5 separate regions of the Sus scrofa genome follow, and regions 2, 3, 4 and 5 are each linked to region 1. The links are chromatin contacts, called in public Hi-C, HiChIP or PLAC-seq and promoter capture Hi-C maps. All regions are on one chromosome and are shown on one strand. The core of a region is the stretch at or near the end of the contact, and the rest is flanking DNA. Distances in the headings are between cores, read along the strand shown. Region 1 holds the start of BORCS6 (BLOC-1-related complex subunit 6). Region 2 holds the start of FXR2 (fragile X mental retardation syndrome-related protein 2). Region 3 holds the start of WRAP53 (telomerase Cajal body protein 1). Region 4 overlaps DNAH2 (dynein heavy chain 2, axonemal). Region 5 holds the start of NAA38 (N-alpha-acetyltransferase 38, NatC auxiliary subunit).

Evidence for each region. Promoter capture Hi-C pulls out the DNA fragments that hold promoters and counts their contacts. A called contact is a pair of places that touch in the nucleus more often than the background predicts. HiChIP or PLAC-seq counts read pairs in DNA pulled down with a chosen protein or histone mark.
Region 2: a contact with region 1 is called in a promoter capture Hi-C map of liver, with 3 times the contacts expected there. The contact joins the promoter of FXR2 here to the promoter of BORCS6 in region 1. A contact is called at or near these places in 1 of 5 promoter capture datasets (liver) and 1 of 47 Hi-C or Micro-C datasets (omental adipose tissue).
Region 3: an H3K27ac HiChIP or PLAC-seq map of skeletal muscle shows a contact between it and region 1, with 3 times the contacts expected there. The contact joins the promoter of WRAP53 here to the promoter of BORCS6 in region 1. A contact is called at or near these places in 1 of 47 Hi-C or Micro-C datasets (liver) and 2 of 2 datasets of contacts at active chromatin or transcription factors (alveolar macrophages and skeletal muscle).
Region 4: a contact with region 1 is called in a Hi-C map of mesenteric adipose tissue, with 2.4 times the contacts expected there. The contact joins the enhancer-like site here to the promoter of BORCS6 in region 1. A contact is called at or near these places in 4 of 47 Hi-C or Micro-C datasets (embryonic fibroblasts, epiblast stem cells, mesenteric adipose tissue and 1 more).
Region 5: a Hi-C map of liver shows a contact between it and region 1, with 2.0 times the contacts expected there. The contact joins the promoter of NAA38 here to the promoter of BORCS6 in region 1. A contact is called at or near these places in 3 of 47 Hi-C or Micro-C datasets (fetal liver, liver and omental adipose tissue).

Annotation. Positions count from the first base shown.
Region 1 is chr12:53,404,881-53,408,588 of Sscrofa11.1, reverse strand. It overlaps BORCS6 (BLOC-1-related complex subunit 6), which reads left to right and starts at 1,837. Exons shown (of 3, transcript XM_021067862.1): 1 at 1,837-3,708. The coding sequence starts at 2,478. The coding sequence ends at 3,542.
Region 2 is chr12:52,901,326-52,905,033 of Sscrofa11.1, reverse strand. FXR2 (fragile X mental retardation syndrome-related protein 2) reads left to right here and starts at 1,777. Exons shown (of 17, transcript XM_003131974.5): 1 at 1,777-1,998.
Region 3 is chr12:52,952,642-52,956,349 of Sscrofa11.1, reverse strand. It overlaps WRAP53 (telomerase Cajal body protein 1), which reads right to left and starts at 1,676. Exons shown (of 10, transcript XM_003131944.4): 1 at 937-1,676; 2 at 691-789; 3 at 473-584. The coding sequence starts at 1,340. TP53 (tumor protein p53) reads left to right here and starts at 2,564. Exons shown (of 11, transcript NM_213824.3): 1 at 2,564-2,675.
Region 4 is chr12:53,018,639-53,022,346 of Sscrofa11.1, reverse strand. All of the region lies in intron 14 of DNAH2 (dynein heavy chain 2, axonemal), which reads right to left. Among named protein-coding and RNA genes, the nearest start is that of DNAH2, 38 kb to the right of the region's middle. Within about 2 kb of position 1,741, at least 8 of the 83 cell types and tissues checked have an H3K27ac peak or open chromatin away from gene starts, as enhancers often do. A contact at or near this core is called in mesenteric adipose tissue and retroperitoneal adipose tissue, where this site is marked.
Region 5 is chr12:53,110,742-53,114,449 of Sscrofa11.1, reverse strand. It overlaps NAA38 (N-alpha-acetyltransferase 38, NatC auxiliary subunit), which reads left to right and starts at 1,963. Exons shown (of 4, transcript XM_013990020.1): 1 at 1,963-2,002; 2 at 2,171-2,507; 3 at 2,698-2,881; 4 at 3,042-3,201. The coding sequence starts at 2,427. The coding sequence ends at 3,154.

The DNA.
Region 1 (3,708 bases), core at 588-3,087:
CCTGACTAGTGGGCCCTATGAGGATGTGGGTTCCAGCCCCGGCCCTGCTCAGTGGGTTAAGTATTCAGCTTTGCAGTGAGCTGTGGTGTAGGTCACAGACATGGCTGGATCTGCATGGCAGTAATTGTGGCTGTGGCATGGACCTGCAGCTTAGCTCTGATTTGACCCCTAGCCTGGGAACTTCCATATGCCACATGTGTGGCCCTAAAAAGAAAAAAAAAAAAAAAATGGGGTGGAGAGCTGGATTTGGCCCCACAGGTCATATTTTGCTGACCCTTAATGTAGTGGACACTGTGGTCACTCCCCCACAGCCACTCCCCCCCCCCCCCCTGTGTTGCAGCTGTTTGAGTTTGGAGAGAACTAACCCTCCATCTCTAGCTCCAGGAGGAGCATAATTGTTTTAACCTAGTCAGTTAACTCTTATCACCTTGCCAGAGTGATAGCTTCCAGATGCTCAGTCCTAAGTCAATCATACAGGGTATTACCCTGGCCAAAGTGACTAAACTGGGCATATGAACCAGTTTAGGCCAATGAGATGTGGAGGGAGATTAACTGGGGCTCTTGGGAAAGTTGCATCCTTCTTCTGCGAGGTCTAATGGAAGCTAGTCCTTTCTTCCCTTCTGGAAAGTGGGGGAGTGTATCAGCTAGGATTTCTGGTTGCATGCAACAGAAAACAATTCAAGTTCATTTAAGCACAAATAGACCTTATTTTCAGCATGCTGGGTAATTCACAGAATCTCTAGGAGAACTAGGCTTGGGTTTTACACAGCCAGGAAGCATTCCACTGCAGAAGTGGTCCAGTAGACGGTGGTGGGAGCCTAAACCATGTGCCAGGGAAGCTGGGAAAGGGACTGCTTGGTATTCCAGCTTTTGTAGTGAAGATGGGCTCTGCCTGATGAGGTGGAAGAGTCCTCAAACCCTGGGATTCAGATACCCTGGGAGGGGCCAAAAGAATGACTCTGGATCCTGGTTACAGACTGAATGTTTTGGGCTTTCTAAAATTCATGTTGAACCCTTACCCCACAATGTGATGGTATTTGGAGGTGGGAACTTTGGAGGTAATTAGGTTTAGGTCATGAGATTGGGGACCTCATGATGGGATAGGTGTCCTTATAAGAAGAGGCCAGAGGTGTTCCCTGGTGGTTCAGCAGGTTAAGGATTGAGTGCTGTTACTGCTCTGAGTCAGGCCACTGCTGTGGTGTAGGTTCCCTGGCCTGAGAAGTGATGCAAACACATCTTGAATGAGTTCAGGCCAAAAAGGAGAAATTAATGGCTTGGGGTCATTTACTTAATAAATATTTATTGAGCACCTACTATATGCTAGGCACTGTCCTAAGCACTGGGGCTACAAATGAGAACAAAAGAGACAAAAAGCCTTACCCTCTTGGAACTTACATGAGTAAGTAAGCAAATATATTGTATTCCAGATGGTGATAAGTGCTAGGAAGAAAAGGCAGGGAAGGAAGATGAATTGCTGGAGAAAGTGGTTGCAATTTTAAACACTGTAAGGAAGGCCTCACTGAAAAGATAGCATTCGAATAAGGACCCGAAGGAGAGAAGGAAAGGAGGAATATCCAAGATGAAAATTTTTCTTGGTTGATAGACCTAGCCTCAAAAAAAGGGTGGTTGGGGTGGGGGTAGTTGCAAGAGCAAGTCTAAATCCCTGAGACGTCAGCATGTCTGTCTTCTCAGGAAGAGTGAGGAGGCCAGTGTGGCTCCAGCAGGAGCAGTAGGGGAAGACATGAGATCAGAATGGTACCAGGACTCTGACCTTCAGGCTCATTCGTTTATTGAATGTTTTACCTAGTGGTGAAATCACACACCATCCTCCAAGAGGAAACTCTCAAACCTGGAAGGGGCGGGAAGACAGAGTGGCAAATGAGAAGAGAAGCGCTTAAGCCCGCTTCTCTGCCCACTGTGAGCCGCTCTGGGCAGTTCATTTCCTAGAACCATGGAACGAACCATTCATGTTCTGTTGAGAATTCTGGTTTTATCCTTTCTGATCAACTAGGCGCGGTTCAATCCCGACTGTCCAAGCAGGATATACTACTTCCATCCCAAAAACCTCTCTTAGGAACCCTGATTCCTGTCCTCACCAGATGTGTTTGTTAAGCGGCAATTGTGGGCCTGGCAACTGTGGGCGGAAAAAGCCAGAGCCCCGCCCCCGGTGGACTCTAACGTTTCAGGATCTTCATCTTTAAGATCTGCCCCCTCAACTTTTTGAAAGGGCTGGGCGAAGAGCGCAGCTGTCACCTCCTACTCTCCACCCCGCGGGCTCTCACGTGCGTTCGATTGCTCAATAACAGCGCTCCTTCTGGGACTTCCTGGTCGCCGCGCCCAATCAGAGTGTTGTTTCCGTCCTGACCATTGTCAGCCGGTGGCCAATCGGCGCGCCTCTACAACGCCCCTTAAAGGAGCCGCCAAGGCCTTCCCAGCCGGGGCGAACCAATTCCTCGGTTCCTGCCCCCAACTGCGGTATGGAGTCGCCTCGGGGGCGGCCTGGGCCCGAGGCGGACCTTCTGGCTCTAGGAGAACAGCAAGCCGCGATCTTCGGCGGCGGCCCGGGCCGAACGCCCTCTGAGCCGCCCGCAGGCCTCCGGCTGTCCGGAGAGGAAGAGGCCGAGAACGTTGAGGGCACGAGCCGCCACCCCAGGGCGTCCCCAAAGCCTTCGGGCTGCAGCTTCGTCCACCGGCCGGAACGGGAGCCTCGGGAGGATGAGCTGGGCCGGCGAGGGACCCCTTCTGGGGCAGAGAGCTGCCTGGGGGCGCCGGGTCCCGAGCATGATCCGCATGGGTCCTTGCGGCTCAAGAACCCTGAGCCGCCAGAGGACAAGCCTGCATCTGAGAGGGTCTGCCGTCGGGGGAGCCCTGGAGGCGGCGGGATGGATGTTGAGCAGGAGAAGGAAGACGATGAGGAGGAGGCGGCAGCCGGCAGGACTGGCCGTTCGTTCTCCAGCCGCCTTCAGGACAGCCGCAGCCTGGACGGGCTGAGCGGGGCGTGCGGAGGCTCCGGGTCCGCAGGGGGTGCCGAGTATGGCCCGGGCGGCGGGCGGCGCGCCACCATCTCCAGCCCCCTGGAGCTCGAGGGCACGGTGAGCCGCCATGGCGACCTCACCCACTTTGTCGCCAACAATCTGCAACTGAAGATCCGTCTGAGCGGCGCCCCTCAACCCCCGCCCCCTGCCCCTGCGCGGCCCTGTTCAGCTCCGACACCCACTCCGGCCATCCCTCCCATCGATCCCGACGTGCTGCGGGACCTGGAGCGGCTGAGTCGGGAGCTGGGCGGCAGGGTGGACCGTCTGCTTCGCGGGTTAGGTGGTGCGGTTCAGGAGCTGACAGCTCTGAGTGTGGGCTGCATCCAGACCTACCGTGATGCCGTGGACTCCTTAGGCGAAGCTGTGGACATGAGCATCAAGGGCATGTACACCCTGCTGGCGCGCTGTGAGGAGCTGGAGCGAGCTCTGCAGCCGGTTCAGGGGCTGGCACGCCAAGTCCGGGATATCCGACGCACTCTGGAGGTTTTGGAGGCCCTGTGCAAGTGACCAGGAGGGCGGGAGCGGCCTGGCAAGGCCAGGTATCAGCAGGATCTTAAGGACTCTTCAAGGAGCCTTGGTGGGAACCTGCCCACTGAGGGGAGGCCTATGCATTGGAAGCTTTTCCAGATAACGTTTAGCCGGCCCGCGACCACTCGCTAGACCTTATGCAGGT
Region 2 (3,708 bases), core at 528-3,027, 500 kb after region 1:
GTCACTCGAATTGCTTGAGTCCAAACCCACTGATTTCCTCTAATTCTCTCCTTATCAGAATCACTGCTGATAATCTACCATTTCTGCCACCCTAGTTACTGTCTCCGGCACTCTTTTTTTTTTTTTTTTTTTTGGTCTTTTCAGGGCCGCACCTACAGCATATAGAGGTTCCCAGGCTAGGGGTCTAATCAGAGCTGTAGCCACTGGCCTGCGCCACAGCCACAGCAACGCCAGATCCGAGCCAAGTCTGTGACCTACACCACAGCTCATGGCAACACCAGATCCTTAACCCACTGATTGAGGCCAGGGATCGAACCTTCATCCTCGTGGTTCCTAGTCGGATTCCTTAACCACTGAGCCACGATGGGAACTCCTAAATCTTAGGATATTATACTACTGCTTAAGATCTTTCAGTGGCTCCCCAGTTTTGATAAAAGAGAGCTATTCTCCATAATCTGATTTACAAGTACTTCAGGGTGTAGCCAAACGCTCTGAACTAGTTGTGGTTCCCCAAAGGACATGTTCTTTCTGCTCCTCTGCACCACTGTATTCCTTTATCACATCTTCAGATGGACTCCATGCGCTTGTTTGTTTAAACTTGTTTAACTGCCTGCCTCTTCCTCAATATGTTATAAAATCCTTGTTTTGGGGACGTTATGTCTTTGTATCTTTACCACTTAACACAGTAATTGGAACACAGGGAGGGCTAAATAAATATTTGTTAAATGATTAATTGTACAACACAGGATTCTAGTTTCTGGGCTATTTTATTCACTTCTACCTAAATTTCTTACTTACCTTGGTTTAAGAATCCAAAGTTTTCCCTCTACCATCCTTTCTCTGTACTAATATTTCCTATTTTGAATATCCTCAACACTTAGATTCAAATCTTGTGCTAATAACCTAAGTTGCATTTGCCTTTTGGTACTGCCTTGAAATTCTTTTCTAACCTTTCATCATATGCATGATCAGAATCTTCTTAAGGCAAGAAGACTTTAACCTCATCGCACAGTTACAGGCGATCAGAAGAGTCCAGACTGGCGTGTGGACCGTAAAACCCGGCGCATGCGCACCAGGCTCTTTTTTGGGGGGGCATTTCGACTTTTTTTTTTTTCCCATTTGGAGCGTGCGCACCAAGAAAGACAAAGGTGGGGAAAGTGACCAAGCAATCATTCAGGCGCATGCCCATCCCTAACTTGTTCAAGCCCGGTGGAGTGCACTGTGGTGAAGGGGGTGTGGTCTGACCTGGAGCAGCAGAAATCCAATCCGATTGAGTGAGCTCGGTCCCTCCCTCCCCATGATTGGTTAGCTCTCAGTGTTGTGGGGCGGGGAAAGGAAGAGATGGGGGCGGTGGAATGGTGGGGGGGACGGAGAAAGAGAGCCAGTCTGGTTCTGCGCAAGCGCAAGTACGCGACCAGGAGGGGGCGCGAGAGAGTGAAAAGAAGTGTGGAAGCCCTGGTGCGCTGGCGAGCGCGAGCTGGGTCGCCAGCCTTGACGCCTGCGCCGTGGCCCTCGGGGCCCGCGCGCGGCGGGCGGGTGCCCGGTGCGCCTGCGCAGTAGGCGGCGGCGGCAGGGGGAGGTGGAGGCCGTGGAGCGGCAGCGGCAGCAGCGGGTCCCGGGACTGAGGCAGCAGCGGGGGCGGCGGCGGGCGGAAGCTGAGGTGACGAAGGCAGCGGCGGCGGCGGCCGATTCCCTCACGGTGGCGGAGACCAAGGCGGCGGCGGCGGACGGGGAGCGGCCCGGCCCCGGCCCCCTGCTCGTTGGCTGTGGCAGGGCCGCCGTGGGGCCGGCCCGGCTCCCGCCCCCCGCGGCTCCCCCTCCGGCTCCTCCTCCGGGGAGACGCCGGGGACCTGGCCCGGCCCGTACTCAGAGCGCTGCTGCAGCCGCCGCCGGGGGAGTCGGAGGCGGTGGCGGCGCCATGGGCGGCCTGGCCTCGGGGGGGATGTGGAGCCGGGACTGCCCGTCGAGGTGCGCGGCTCCAACGGGGCCTTCTACAAGGTGAGGCGGCGCGCCGGCCAGGAACGCGGGTCTTCAGCCCCTTCTCTCCAGCCGGAGCGGGGAAGAGTGGGGCGGCATTGAGGTTCTGGAGCTAAGCCCCGACCCTTAGAGCCTTAGACCTGCTCCCACCCGCAGCCCTCGGGGTGGTGGGGGGGGAGACCTCTGGAACTTAAACCCCTTCGTCTTATGTTTGGCCCGTCTATTCCGCCTGCCTTCACCCGCATCTCAGGAAAGAACATCAGGGTATTAATTGTGCTTAGATCAGCGCCCCCCCCCCACCTCCCAGAAGAGACCCCATTTACCCAGCGTCTCATTGACTTTTCCTGTCTCCTAGTAGAAGACATACCTTAGATCTTCATCACGTCTTCCCCACAGTCCTAGCACATGGAGAATTCTCTTTATTCTCCCCTATTGCCCCCTTGGGAAGGCCGTCCCATATTAGATCCTTTCATCTTCCTCGGAGAGGCCTCTGCCTACTGGCTCTGAAAGACTCACCCCACTTTCATCTTATATTTCTGTTCCCAACCCAAGGAGAAACGGTCAGAATCTGTTTATGACATTTAGTATCTTTGACCTCAGGAACTCTGGGCTGTACCAGTCAAGTTGCCTCGTAGCCATAAGGTGGCATCTTTTCACAAGTCTCTCACCCCACCCCTTTATTCCAAGATTAGCTGGTCTACCGTTCTCCCTAGGGGTGGTTTTGTGTTTGTCATCTCACTTTGACCTCGGATACATTTAGATCCTTCGGATAGTTTCATCCTAAGGAGTGTGAGCTTCATAGCCCTGATCTCTAAAAGGGGCTCTCATGAGGATTCTCTGTTTATTTAAAGCATTTCTTTCCACTTCTGGAAGACTTTTAGCCAACTCACCCAATTTGGGAATCTGATAGCCTTTTTTTTTCTTTCTTTCCTTTTTTTTTTTTTTTTTTTTTTTTTTTAGGAGCAGCTGACTATCTTTAAAAGATCATTGTTTACTTATTTCAGCTCCCTCCGTTGCCTGGGATTTGGTTTTTTAGAACTCCTTTTATTATCGCCTTCTTTATCTGTTCTGAATCCATTTTTTTTTTTTTGTAGGAGGGGTTTTCCCACTTAGATTAAGCCAGAGGGAGACCCCAATTGCCTCTCAGGCATTTTTCTTTATGTGACTGATCTTACTCTTGTTATTTTGAACCTCTTTGGACTTTATGCCTGCAATTGTTCCAGAGACTTTCCTGATTCCTGTCTTAGTCTTTCTTTTACCCTGAGGAGCAAGCTCAGAGATACCTTTTTGTAACATCACTTTTGAGGAGAAGAGCCCCCCTTTCCTTCAATTTCCCCCAAGCTTTTCCTCCTATAAGAGACGTCTCCAGCTTTGTGCCCTTGGAAATGACTTTCTCCAGCTCCTTCCCTGTGAAGTCATATCTTGTTATAACTGGAAAGGGTCTCATATTTGCCCTTGGAGTAGAAAGTTTCTGCCCCAGCTTCACTTGGTAAGTTCAGTGTAGTCATCTTTTAACTGAGTCCAAATGCCTGTTTATTTCTGCCTTACTTTCCTCACCATTTTTCTTTATATTCTTCAGTGCCTTTAGTTACCCACAGTCCATCTTATCCTCTCGATTTAAGTCTTGCTTTTTTTATCCTAATATTTCTATATTCCTGTGTAATCCCAGGAACTACCTATTCCATTACTCTCTTGAAATGGGAGAAGGAAGCTCCCAGCTGATCCCTTCTG
Region 3 (3,708 bases), core at 427-2,926, 450 kb after region 1:
ACCTGCAACCTCATGGTTCCTAGCTGGATTCATTCCCATTGCGGTATTTAACAAATACCCCTTCATGGTATTTGTTAAACTCAATAATGAACTTGACTGCTTATTGGGTAACATGTTTCCCACACAAGAAAGCAAACCAGTTCTTCATCTGTCTCGTTCATCACTTCACCCCAACACCAAACACAGTAGGTGGCATATTAGTGGTCATTCAATAAATATCTGAAAGTCAATTAAAAACTACGGAGAGAAATCCACTACTCCTTTATGGAAAACATATATTCCTAATGAAAGATAAGCCAAATATCACTTTAAATGACTTCGGAACTGACGGCCGAAAATGCTACCTGTGGAAACTCACGGTGAAAAAATACCCTGTTTGTGACAGGAAACATGTGGACTGTACTTTCTCCATCTACAGGCAGGACTTAAAAGTGCCCTGGCTGAGGAAGGGGCAGTTAGTCCCTACCCTTACCATTTCTGCGTATTCCAGCTGCTCCCCCTCACTGTACAGCTCTGGGGGCAGGTTATAAATCCGCAGGACGTTATCAGCACTATTGGTCAGGATGCAGGAACCATCAGGGGCCCTAGGAGTAGGAGAGAGAAGCCTGGATAGACCTGTATCTTGCGAGTGTTGGGCTTGAGCTGAGCAGACCTGTGGCAGAGGTGAGCCCCCTCCTCATCCTTACTTACCACTTACAGCCTTTCAAGAAGTTCTCAGGTTGGGTGCTGAACTCTGACCAGGAACCGCTAAGAAACCGGGGTAGCTGCGAGAAGCTGTAGTTCCAAGTGCTGGAAGGAAGATGGGGAAGACAAACCTGGGTCGCCAAAGCCAAGGAGAAATGGGCCTGGAGAAGTGGGGCTGAGGACTGGCGGATGAGATATATCTCACATTTCCAACCTCCTCAGATTCCTGAGCCAACTGCCATCAGCACTTACGTGTATCCCTCATCCTCTGGAGCGGGTTCCTCAGACACATCTTCCATGTCTTCTCCCGGCCCCAACTCTGGCTTGTTCGTTTCTTCTGCAGGAAGGCTCACTTTTTCAGAAAGTTCTTGCTCCTCGATTCGAGGGCTCAACTCACTAGGAGTATCAAACTCAGCTTCCAACGGAGTGGAGAGAGAAGCTGGGTCCCCTTCCCCCAGCTCCTGGGACACGGCCGAGCCAGCTCCAGGATCCGGGGATATCCGGGGCGCATCATCCCCATCGGGTGGCGGTGGCGTCTGTTCAGGGTTCGTATTTTTATCCATCGAGGAAGCCTGAGGAGAGAGACGGGCTGCAGCTGGGGCCTGGTCTGAAGGAAGGCAGTCCGGAGCTAACACTGGCGCCTCCGGGGTCTTCATACTGCAGAGGAAGCACGGCAAACATTGGCCGCGGCCAGGCAATCCTCTTCCCGCCGGCTACCAGCTGCCGGGCCTGCGGAACGGCAGAGACCGCCGTAAGTTCGCACGGATCCGGACGCAGAACTGGAGAAACCCAGCAGTGCCTTCTTTCTGCTCCCGGGATAGGACAGAAAACAGCCCCCCGCCCCCAGGCCTCGCGAGGCGAGGCGGGCGAACAGGAATGTTGGAGAGCTCGGCGATCCTTAGCCCTGTCGGTGGCTACGCGCCACCTGTTCTCGCGGGATTTGGGCCCACCATTCGATTGGACCTCCGCATCCCGGATCAGACTTCGCGGGCGACCCACAAGAGGGGCGGGGCAGGGACGTAACAGGTCACGGGTTACCGTTCCCCTCCAGTCCTGAATCTCCTAGTGCCTGCTGGGACTTGTAGTCCGAGAGCTTCTGAGTCAGGGAGATGTGTCTGAGCTCCTCGCGCTATCATTCTTCAAGCACCTACTCCCCTCCCCACCTGCAGAGGGCGCGAGCGCTATATTTGTTTTTACGGGGTTTGAACCTGTTTTGCATCTCAACTCCTCAGACCTCCGTCTCTTTTCATTCATTCAATAAATATTTATCATTGAGCTCTTCTTTGCTACCCAGTACTGTACTGGAAAAGACAAGAATGAATAAGATAGTAGGCAAGGTCTCTGCTCTCCTAACGCTTAGGTTGCTGTGTATTGAAGGCAAGGAACAAATTATTTCAAAACGTGATAGGGTCTAGGAAGGAAATTAAACAAGACAGTGTGATACAACGTAACTAGGAGAATACGTTAGCTTGGAACATTAAGGAAGGTCTTCCTAAAAATTGACATTTTAGCTAATGAGGAACTATCCAGCCATCTGGGAGAGCAGAGTTCCAGGCAAAAGGTGCAAAGGCTGTCTTTCTTTCACCTTCATGTCTGACTCGGGGACAAGTCTTTCAAAATGGTTTCCACCAATTCTGTTCTCACAGATCTGGGTTGTCGAATTTCTTCACCGCAAACTGTCAGTAGCTACAAAACCAACACAGCAGGAATCCTGACTCCCCTCACCCTCACCACCTCCGTCCGTCGCCACCGCCCGCAGGGTAATTGCTTGCCCTTACTTGTCATGGCGACTTTGTGCCAGGAGTCTCGCGATGGTTGCTGGGATTGGGATTTTCCCCTCCCATGTGCTCGGACTGGCGCTAAAAGTTTTGAGCTCCTCAAAAGTCCAGGGCCACCATCCTTGGCGCAGGTAGCTGCTGGTCTCCGGGGTCACCTGACGTCCCGTCTCGAGCGTGCATCCCAGGACAGTGACACGCTCTCCTGAGCTTCGGGTAAGCTCTTAACTGAGCCTGATGAATACTCTATGAGTCATGGGCTCTCGGGTCTGTGTATTTTCAGCTCAGAAGAAAGGAGGATGGAGGTGGAGCGAAAGATTTAGTGATTTGGGGGGGGGGGGGAAATGGAAGTTCTTCTAGCGGCATCAACAGAGGAATGCAATGTTGGGAGGCCTGAGTGTAGATGATAGGGATGTTAGGACCAACCGAACTAAAAAGCTGAACACCTGCGCCGGGTAGTGGGGCTTTGGGGAAAACTTGAGCCTGCCTAAGGGGTTCTTCCCCACCACCGCCACCACCCCATTTCAGTACCCGGTGTGGGGGAGCCCTTAATAAGACACACAAAGCATCAAGGTCCGAGGCTTTGGGATCTTGGAACTTTGGGGATTTATGGCTCGAGATTTTAGTGCGTATGGCATCCCAGTGGAACCCTGGACTCCATTCCGAAGTGGTTATCCGGAGTGCTCCGGGAAGTCCAAGGTGCTAACTTCCGGACCTTTGTCCTTTCTTGAGTGAACTTTCCAACTGGCCTTCAGCGCCTCAGGATGGAGAAAGTCCATTTAAAGGCTGTCAGTTGTGGAAATGGGACATGCTAAACAAGAGGTTTGCCCGCGAAGCCTCGGAGGAGTAACCCGGCCGGAGAGGCCCGGGAGCCCTGTTATTGTTTGGCTCTGCATTTACATTTCTGCCACTCGCAGGAGCATTTCCGGTTTCTTTTCTTCGGAACAGCCCACTATTCACCCGATGTGAGGGAAGTAGAAAGAGAAAAGGTCTTTTAAACTGGTTCCTATTGCTTGCTGCAAGGGGCTGTTAACCCCCTCTACCTTTTTTTTGTCCTTCATGGACTACTTAGCCACCGCTTTTGGGAAGGAAAAAGCATTTGTTATGATGCAAACCTCAGTCCCTCCCCCTCTTGTGAATGGTGTGCTCCTTCCTGGTTGTCTGCTAACCAGGCGGACGCTACCATTGCCTGGGGCGGTTTTCTTTTCTTTAAATATCAGAAGGCAAACCTTGGGTATCTTCGAGAATG
Region 4 (3,708 bases), core at 492-2,991, 390 kb after region 1:
AAACTCCCCATGGATAATTTTTCACATTGATTACCTGTTGGCATGATAATATTTGGGGCACATTGGTTTGAATACTAAAATTAATTTCACCTGTTTCTTTTTCCTTCATTAAATGCAAACCCAGAAAGTTTTATTTTATTTTATTTTTTTGGCCACACTCGCAGCATGGGGAAGTTCCCAGGCCAGGGATCCAACTCATGCCATGGAAGCAACAACACCAAATTCTTAACCCCCTGAGCCACCAGGGAACTCCAAAACCAGAATTTTTTTTTTGTATGGCTACACCCTTGGCATAAGGAAGTTTCCCTGGGCCAGGGATTGAATTCAAGCCTCAGCTGGGGCAACACTGGATCCTTTAACCCATTGTGCCAGGCTAGGGATGGAACCCATGCCTCCCTCCGCTGTGACCCAAGCACTGCAGTCAAATTCTTAAGCAACTGCACCACAGTGGGAACTCCTTTTTTTTTTTTTTTTTTTTAGCAAAACCAGAAAATTTGAAATTGCCTTTGTGGACCTCATTCTGTGTCCCTTGCCACCTCACACCCACGACCTTCTCCTGCTCCCTGCCGCCGCCCCAACCACCACCTTCAGCGGTCACATCCTGGCTGGAACTCATGTTTGACCACCTCTGAGATAATCACACAGACGGCCCCTCTCCTGGCCCAGCTTCCTCCCTGCATTCCAGCACCTGCACTCAAATCCTCCCAACTGACCTCCTCCTCCACTGCCACTGCTCGCTTGCTTGCCAATCCTCACTCTTTTGCCCCATTCCTTAGTCTAAGCCACCGGGCAAGTCCCCCACCCTGGCTCAATCCACGGGCGGAGCAGGGCTGGAGGAGAGCACGCAACCCCACAGAGCAGCACGCTGCTCGTTCAGGTTCTCCGGTCCCGGCTGGCCTCTCTGGGCTGCATCCCTGGGGTTTCCCCAACCTGCTGTCCCTCCTGTTCTCGCAGTGACAGCCTGCAGAGTCCTTGCTTTCACGAGCCTGGCCTGCCCCGCCCCCTCTCTGCAGAAAGCCCCACCTCCCCCAGCGGAGAACCCCGAGGTGGGAACCCCACGTGCCCCTTCACTGAAACTTAGCAACACCTGCCGCTGTCCGCCCTGCGAGGGCTCCCATTTACAACAACAGCAGCCCTCCTCCTGGGCTCTGGGATCTGACCTGGCTCCCCGGCTTTCTCCGATCCCATCTTCTCCAGCTCCACGGCACCTTCAAACCTACCAGTTCCTTCCCATCAACATTTAAATAAGCCACGTTTCTACAGTCTTAAAAAACAAAACCCAGCCTTCCCCTCAACCCCTATCCTTCCACAGGTACTGCAACCTGAGCAGGGCCCCGTGGGGCTCCTGAGCACAAAACCCTTTCTGTGCCCCTCATTTCCTGTTTTTAGGAAATGGGTCTCCTTTTGCCTCCATGGCCTTCCCTTGGTCCTTAGGGGCAGGTTCCGACAGCTGCTGATCAGGGGAGGGAGGGGAAGCAGAGACCAGGAACAGTCTAGCAACAACAGCGCAGCCTGGGGGCAGGATCCTGGGTCCCTCTCAAGGGATACACACAATGACGTAGGCACCTCACACACCTACAACTTATACGCCTGATGCTTCTTTTAGAAATGAGAACTTTAAACCTGAACAGGTTGGAGCCCCTCCTGTGCTCCTCCCTCCCTCGTTCGATTGCACCCGAAACGCAGTCACCTGGCAGCTAACGATTAGACACCCTGCGCACAACTGCCTGTGAGTTCAAGATGATTAGCACAAGATGTTTTTCAGGAGCTTTCCTAGTTTGTTCTAGTCTCTGATCAATATGCCCTTTTCGCAAGTACTGCTACTCTAGGCGATAACCCAGAAGACCACCCCCAGGATCCTGTCGGGATCTCCTGACCCCAGCTTCGTGAGGAAGATTCGCTAAAAAAAAAAAGAGCGCATGTCTGCCCCAATCCTGATTCTTATCTGAAACCCTGTTTTTCTCCTGTTACACTATAAAACTCCCTGCAATTCTTTCCCAAAAGAAGGCAGAGTCTTGCTGTGGCCTCCTTTGCATGGCAGAGCAAAAAAAAGCTATTTTTTTTTCCTTCACCCAAAACTCTGTCTCCGCGTTTCGGCACCTATGGACAGAGGCCAGGTTTTGGCAACAGTACCACACTCTGTGCCCCTTACACAGCCTACCTGCTGCAAAGACTCTTCCTCCTGAATCCCCTCCCTTTCCTTTCCTCCCATTCTTCAGTCCCTGAGAGCTGGCTCCCACCCTCCCTCTAAATCTGCGTTCATCAAGCTGGCCGGGACCTCGTGGGGACTTGCAGCTAACCCCGAGGACCTCCCTGGCCTTATCCTCGGATCTCTCCGCGGGTCTTAGCATCCCCGTGGCCTCCCCCTGCCCTCCTGGGACACTCTCCCCCTGGCTCCTGAACCCCCTCTTGTCAGCACTGCCTTTCCCCCAGGACCCCTTTGGAGATCGCGTGCCGCCGGGTGCTGGAGACCCAGCAAAGCATCTGCTTCCCATGCAGCCCCCTGATGTGGGGGCCCCTCAAGGTTTTTCACACCCAACACACTGGCCCTGGGTGACCTCACCCACTGCACAGCTTCAGCTCTTCCGGAAGCTGAGGACACCGCTCCACTGCCTGAGCCAGAACTGCTCGTCCTCCCTCAGCCTGACTTTCCAACAGCCAACCAGTAACTTTTTTATCACCATAAGCAAAGTTCAAGAATTGCAATCTCTCCGGCAAGTGTCGTTCAATGATAAATGGCAACTGAGGTTTGGCCTCCTGTTGAGTGACAAAGTGTGTGGTCCACCTAAAGGAGCCATTGCTGAAGTTCCCAGGCATCAGCAGAAACAAATCCGACTAGGAACTATGAGGTGGCCGGTTCGATCCCTGGCCTCGCTCAATGGGTTAAGGATCCAGCATTGATGTGAGCTGTGGTGTAAGTTGAACACGAGGCTCAGATCCCATGTTGCTGTGGCTGTGGCATAGGCCAGCAGCTGTAGCGCCAATTAGACCCCTAGCCTGGGAACTTCCATATGCCACAGGTGCAGCCCTAAAAATCAAAAAATAAAAATAAAACAAAGGAGCCATTGCTGGAGTTCCCGCTGTGGCTCAGCAGGTTAAGAACAGGACATGAGGTCTGTGAGGATGCGGTTTCGATCCCTGACCTTGCTCAGTGGGTTAAGGATCTGGCGTTGCCGAAAGCTGTGATAAAGGTTGCAGAGGCAGCTCAGATACGGCATTGCTGTGGATGTGGTGTGGGCTAGTAGCTGCAGCTCTGATTAAACCCCTAGCCCAGGAACTTCCACATGCCATAGGTGCATCCATAAAAGGGGAAAAAAAAAAGACCTCACGAAAAAGAGATCAGGGAGTTCCCTTGTGGTGCTGTGAGTTAAGGATGCAACATAGATCGCAGCTACAGCTTGGATTCTATCCCCTGTTCAGGAAATTCCATAATCAGCAGGCATGGCTCTAAATAGAAAAAAAATTTATAACGTTAAAGAACCACTGTTCCAGGGTTCCAGACATTTGCTGCCAAATGCCCAGTGTGACTACTTTGTCTGATTTTCCAAGAGAGGCCAGATGGTGAGGTTTTTATTTTCCGCTTCTTTTTTTTTTTTTTTTTTCCTTTTTTGGCTGCACCCACAGCATGTGGAAGTTCCAGGACCAGGGATCAATCCCACGCCACAGCAGACCCAAGCTGCAGCAGTGACAACATCAGACCCTTAGTCT
Region 5 (3,708 bases), core at 714-3,213, 290 kb after region 1:
ACTACTTCACTTCTGGCATTCTCCCCAACTTTCTCAAAGTAAATTGTAATGAAGCGGAGGAGTAGGACCTTTACGCTTCAGCAGGGCCTGGAAACCACAGGCCAGCTCCCAGAGTGGAACAGAAGTCTAGCCGCGCGTGCACGCGCACACACCCCCCCCCCAACACACACACCCCATTCCCACCTCTTTTCCTAAGGGGCACAGAAACAGCTAAACTCAAAATGTCTTGACTCTACATAAGCATCCATCTCCCGCCCTATAGCTCGGTGAGGTCATCATTGAAGTAGAGGAGCAACGCAGGTGTATGGTGTGTACTGTCCACATCGAGAGAATCAAGCTCTTCCTCCTCATCCCAGATACCGTTGTCTTCCAGGGTATCATCCATGTTCAGGTTCTTCCCTTCATATTTCCATGTGTAGCTGGCGGCATGTGCATTATAGGGGAGATAGCGGTGTAGGATTTCCCACAATGATTCCAGAGCCCCCACCTGGAGAACAGAAAAGCAGCCCACCCCCAGTCTCCTGAGTGGAAAGCACCCATGTGCATACAGCTCGCGCGCGCGCCGCGCGCCGCGCGCACACACACACACAAAGCAAAGCAAAGGCCAGGAGCCCCAAAGATGATAGAGCTGGGATCAGAGTGCTTCCCTTGGCCGATAGTGGCTTAAGGCATTCCACAGTCCCAGAAATAAAGATGGAGCTCCAGCATGCAATGAATGGCCCCCAAATCCTACCAGCCTTTAGGGCAGCCACTTCTAATAAACAGTTGGCCCTAAAGTCACTGCCCCCTCACCTCATCTCCACAATAGAGCAGGCTAATAAGAGAGTCCACCTGCAACTGCTGTTCAAAATTCAACATGAACTTGGGAGGACCAAACTACGACGCCCAAACTACCCTGGACTTCTGAGGGAGTCTCTCACACCTTGTGGCTCAGCCACTCCTCGAATTGCTAACCCCGGGGACCTACATGGTCGTCTTCTTCCCTTGGTCACCCGTAAAAGCGGAAAAAAAATACAGCTGCCACTAGTTACGGAGAGCTGCTGGCCTGCAGATCTGCGAGGAGGTTTGCTGGGACTCCCAGTTCCTTCTCACCTGCCCCCAGGCACCAGTTCTCACCTCCAGCGTGTGTTCCTGCGACGTGAGCGTGTTAATGATGCGGATAGTCCGGGTCTTGGCGGACAGCCGCCCCACCTCGTAACGCGACCCCTGCCACCAAGGCTTCCCGAAATCATTGGCCCAGTCCGAACGCGGCAGCTGAGGTGGCACGTGCAGAAAGCGGCCCCAGGGGGTGCGGTATCTCAGGCAACCGGTCAGCGGATCTATGTGCTTGCGGATCTTTAAAGTAGGGTTTGGCGGAGGGGGGTCTGAGCAGTCACTATCTCGGGCTCCGGTCAGCCCCTCCGCCTCGTCCCCGCTCTACAGTGCCCCTCCCCCCAACCCCAGGTTCCAGCAGAACTCACGTCTCCGGTGTCTGGGTCGAACCAGTGGCTGATGTCCTGGCCCGCAACTTCCACGATGGGTTTCAGCAGCAGGTCTCCTGGGAAGGGGCATTCGTGTCAGTGCTAGACACCCAAGAACCAAGCACCCCCAAACGCACGCCCGACGCCGGCCCAAAAGTGCAGCCCTTACCCTTGTACTCCTGTGCCAACGGCGTCAGGTCGTACACGTTTCCCAGGTAAGACACCCAGAGGTCTTCCAGCTGGTTGTGTTGGGCCACCTCGGCCGGCGTGAAATAGCGACGCTGGAAATACTCAAAGTCTGGCCCGGCCACTAGGCCCCGGCGCAGCATGGCTCTCGCCCTCTCACCGGCTCCTTCAGTTGCGCTCTTGCTTTTCAGCGCGCACTCACTACCGCATCCTCCCTCTCGTCCGGGAACTAAGGAGAGGGCGTTTATCCGCTGACATGGAAACCATTGTCCTTTTCCGGCCACCGTCTGTCAAGATCAGACGCTGTGAGGGCGAGGTGGGGCTCACGGGAAACGTGGTCCGATTCCGACGTTGAAGTAATTGAGTGGTGTCCTCCGGAGTTCCGGGGGGAGGAAAAGACCCTCCGTTTTAATTTTGAGTGGCCTGGGCTATAGGGAGTGCTTGGGACGTACTATCTCGCGAGGCAGAAAAACAAGGGAGTGGGGAGTGCGATTAAGAAAAAAGGTATTCTCGCTTCCTTCCAGGGTTCCTAAAGGATATGTAAGAACCGAGAGAGGTGAAAACTTCTCGCGATATCTGAGGACATCCGGCGACCTAGACCTCAGCGAGCCGTTCGCCGAAGCAGGAGACGCTCGCGAGATCTCTGCAGTTGCCGAGGAGACGAGGAGGGGAGGTGATCTCGCGAAAGAAAACAGGTCGGGAGCGCTCGCGAGATCTCAGACCCCCCGGAGCCGAAAGGTTCTCAGCAAGTTGAAGGGCCTGGAGGAGGCCCGCGGACAAATGGCCGGAGCTGGACCAACTATGCTGCTACGAGAGGAGAATGGCTGTTGCAGCCGGCGTCAAAGCAGCTCCAGCGCCGGGGTTAGCGCGGGCTCGGGTTCTGGGATTGAGGGGCCGTCGGGGAGTAAAGTGGGAGGACGGAGGGAGAACTGCAGCTCCCGGCAGCCTCTGGGCTTCCTGCGAGCGCCCCGCGGGCTGTTGGGAGCTGTGGTTCCTCGGGCGGGCAGCAGCCGGGGCGGTGCGGTCTGAGCACATGTCCCGCCCCGCGCAGGACTCAGACGGGGAGCGCGAAGACTCGCCGTCTGCGCGCGCTAGGCAGCAGCTGGAGGCGCTGCTCAACAAGACTATGCGGATTCGCATGACAGATGGACGGACACTGGTCGGTTGCTTCCTCTGCACCGACCGCGACTGCAATGTTATCCTAGGCTCGGCGCAGGAGTTCCTCAAGCCGTCGGGTCAGTGCCTGGGGAATGCATACCCGCCTGGGAATGCCTCGGAGCATTTCCCCTTCAGGGCCTGGCTGTATCCCTCATTTTCGGGGGCCAGAAGCTGTAGCTCAGAAGGGGCGGGACCGACGCTGGCCTGCCTCCCTGATGCTCTGATCCTTCTTTCCAGATTCCTTCTCTGCCGGGGAACCCCGTGTGCTGGGCCTAGCTATGGTACCTGGACACCACATCGTTTCTATTGAGGTGCAAAGAGAGAGCCTGGCGGGGCCTCCCTATCTCTGAGCCCGACCGCGCATGCCTTTCAAACTTCATTAAACCTGTCACTGACATGGCCTGTGTCTGTGTGTGGTTGGGATGCGGGGGGCAAGGATTGCACACCTCCCCCCTAGAGGAAGAAGAGGTTTATCTGAGGTCGGGGGCACTCTCAGCGCTCCTTCCACGTCTAGTGCTGCCAGAGGTGCCCTTATGGTTCGGGGGTGGGGATGGGGGACAGGCTGAGCCTTAGACCCACAGGCCCCAGGGTGGGCCCCATCTTCCCTCCCACGCTGCTGGTCCGGGAGGGGGTGGTGTCATCCTGCTCCGGAAGGCCCATTGTTTCCCTCCCCGGCCTGGCAACACCGAGTTCCTCTAAGCTGGGGTCAGAGAACAGGCTCAGATCCCCAAGGGGAGCAGGACAGGCGACACAGGCTGGGCCTCCTCCACTCTCTTGATGGGGAGGTGACTTTGGGGTCAGGGACAAGGGCTCTGGGGTCTGGACAGGAAGGACGGGCTAGTGCGATAAGGGAAGGCCGGGAGGCCGAAGGATGCTCCCTTCTGCACGCTAGAGCCACACATCC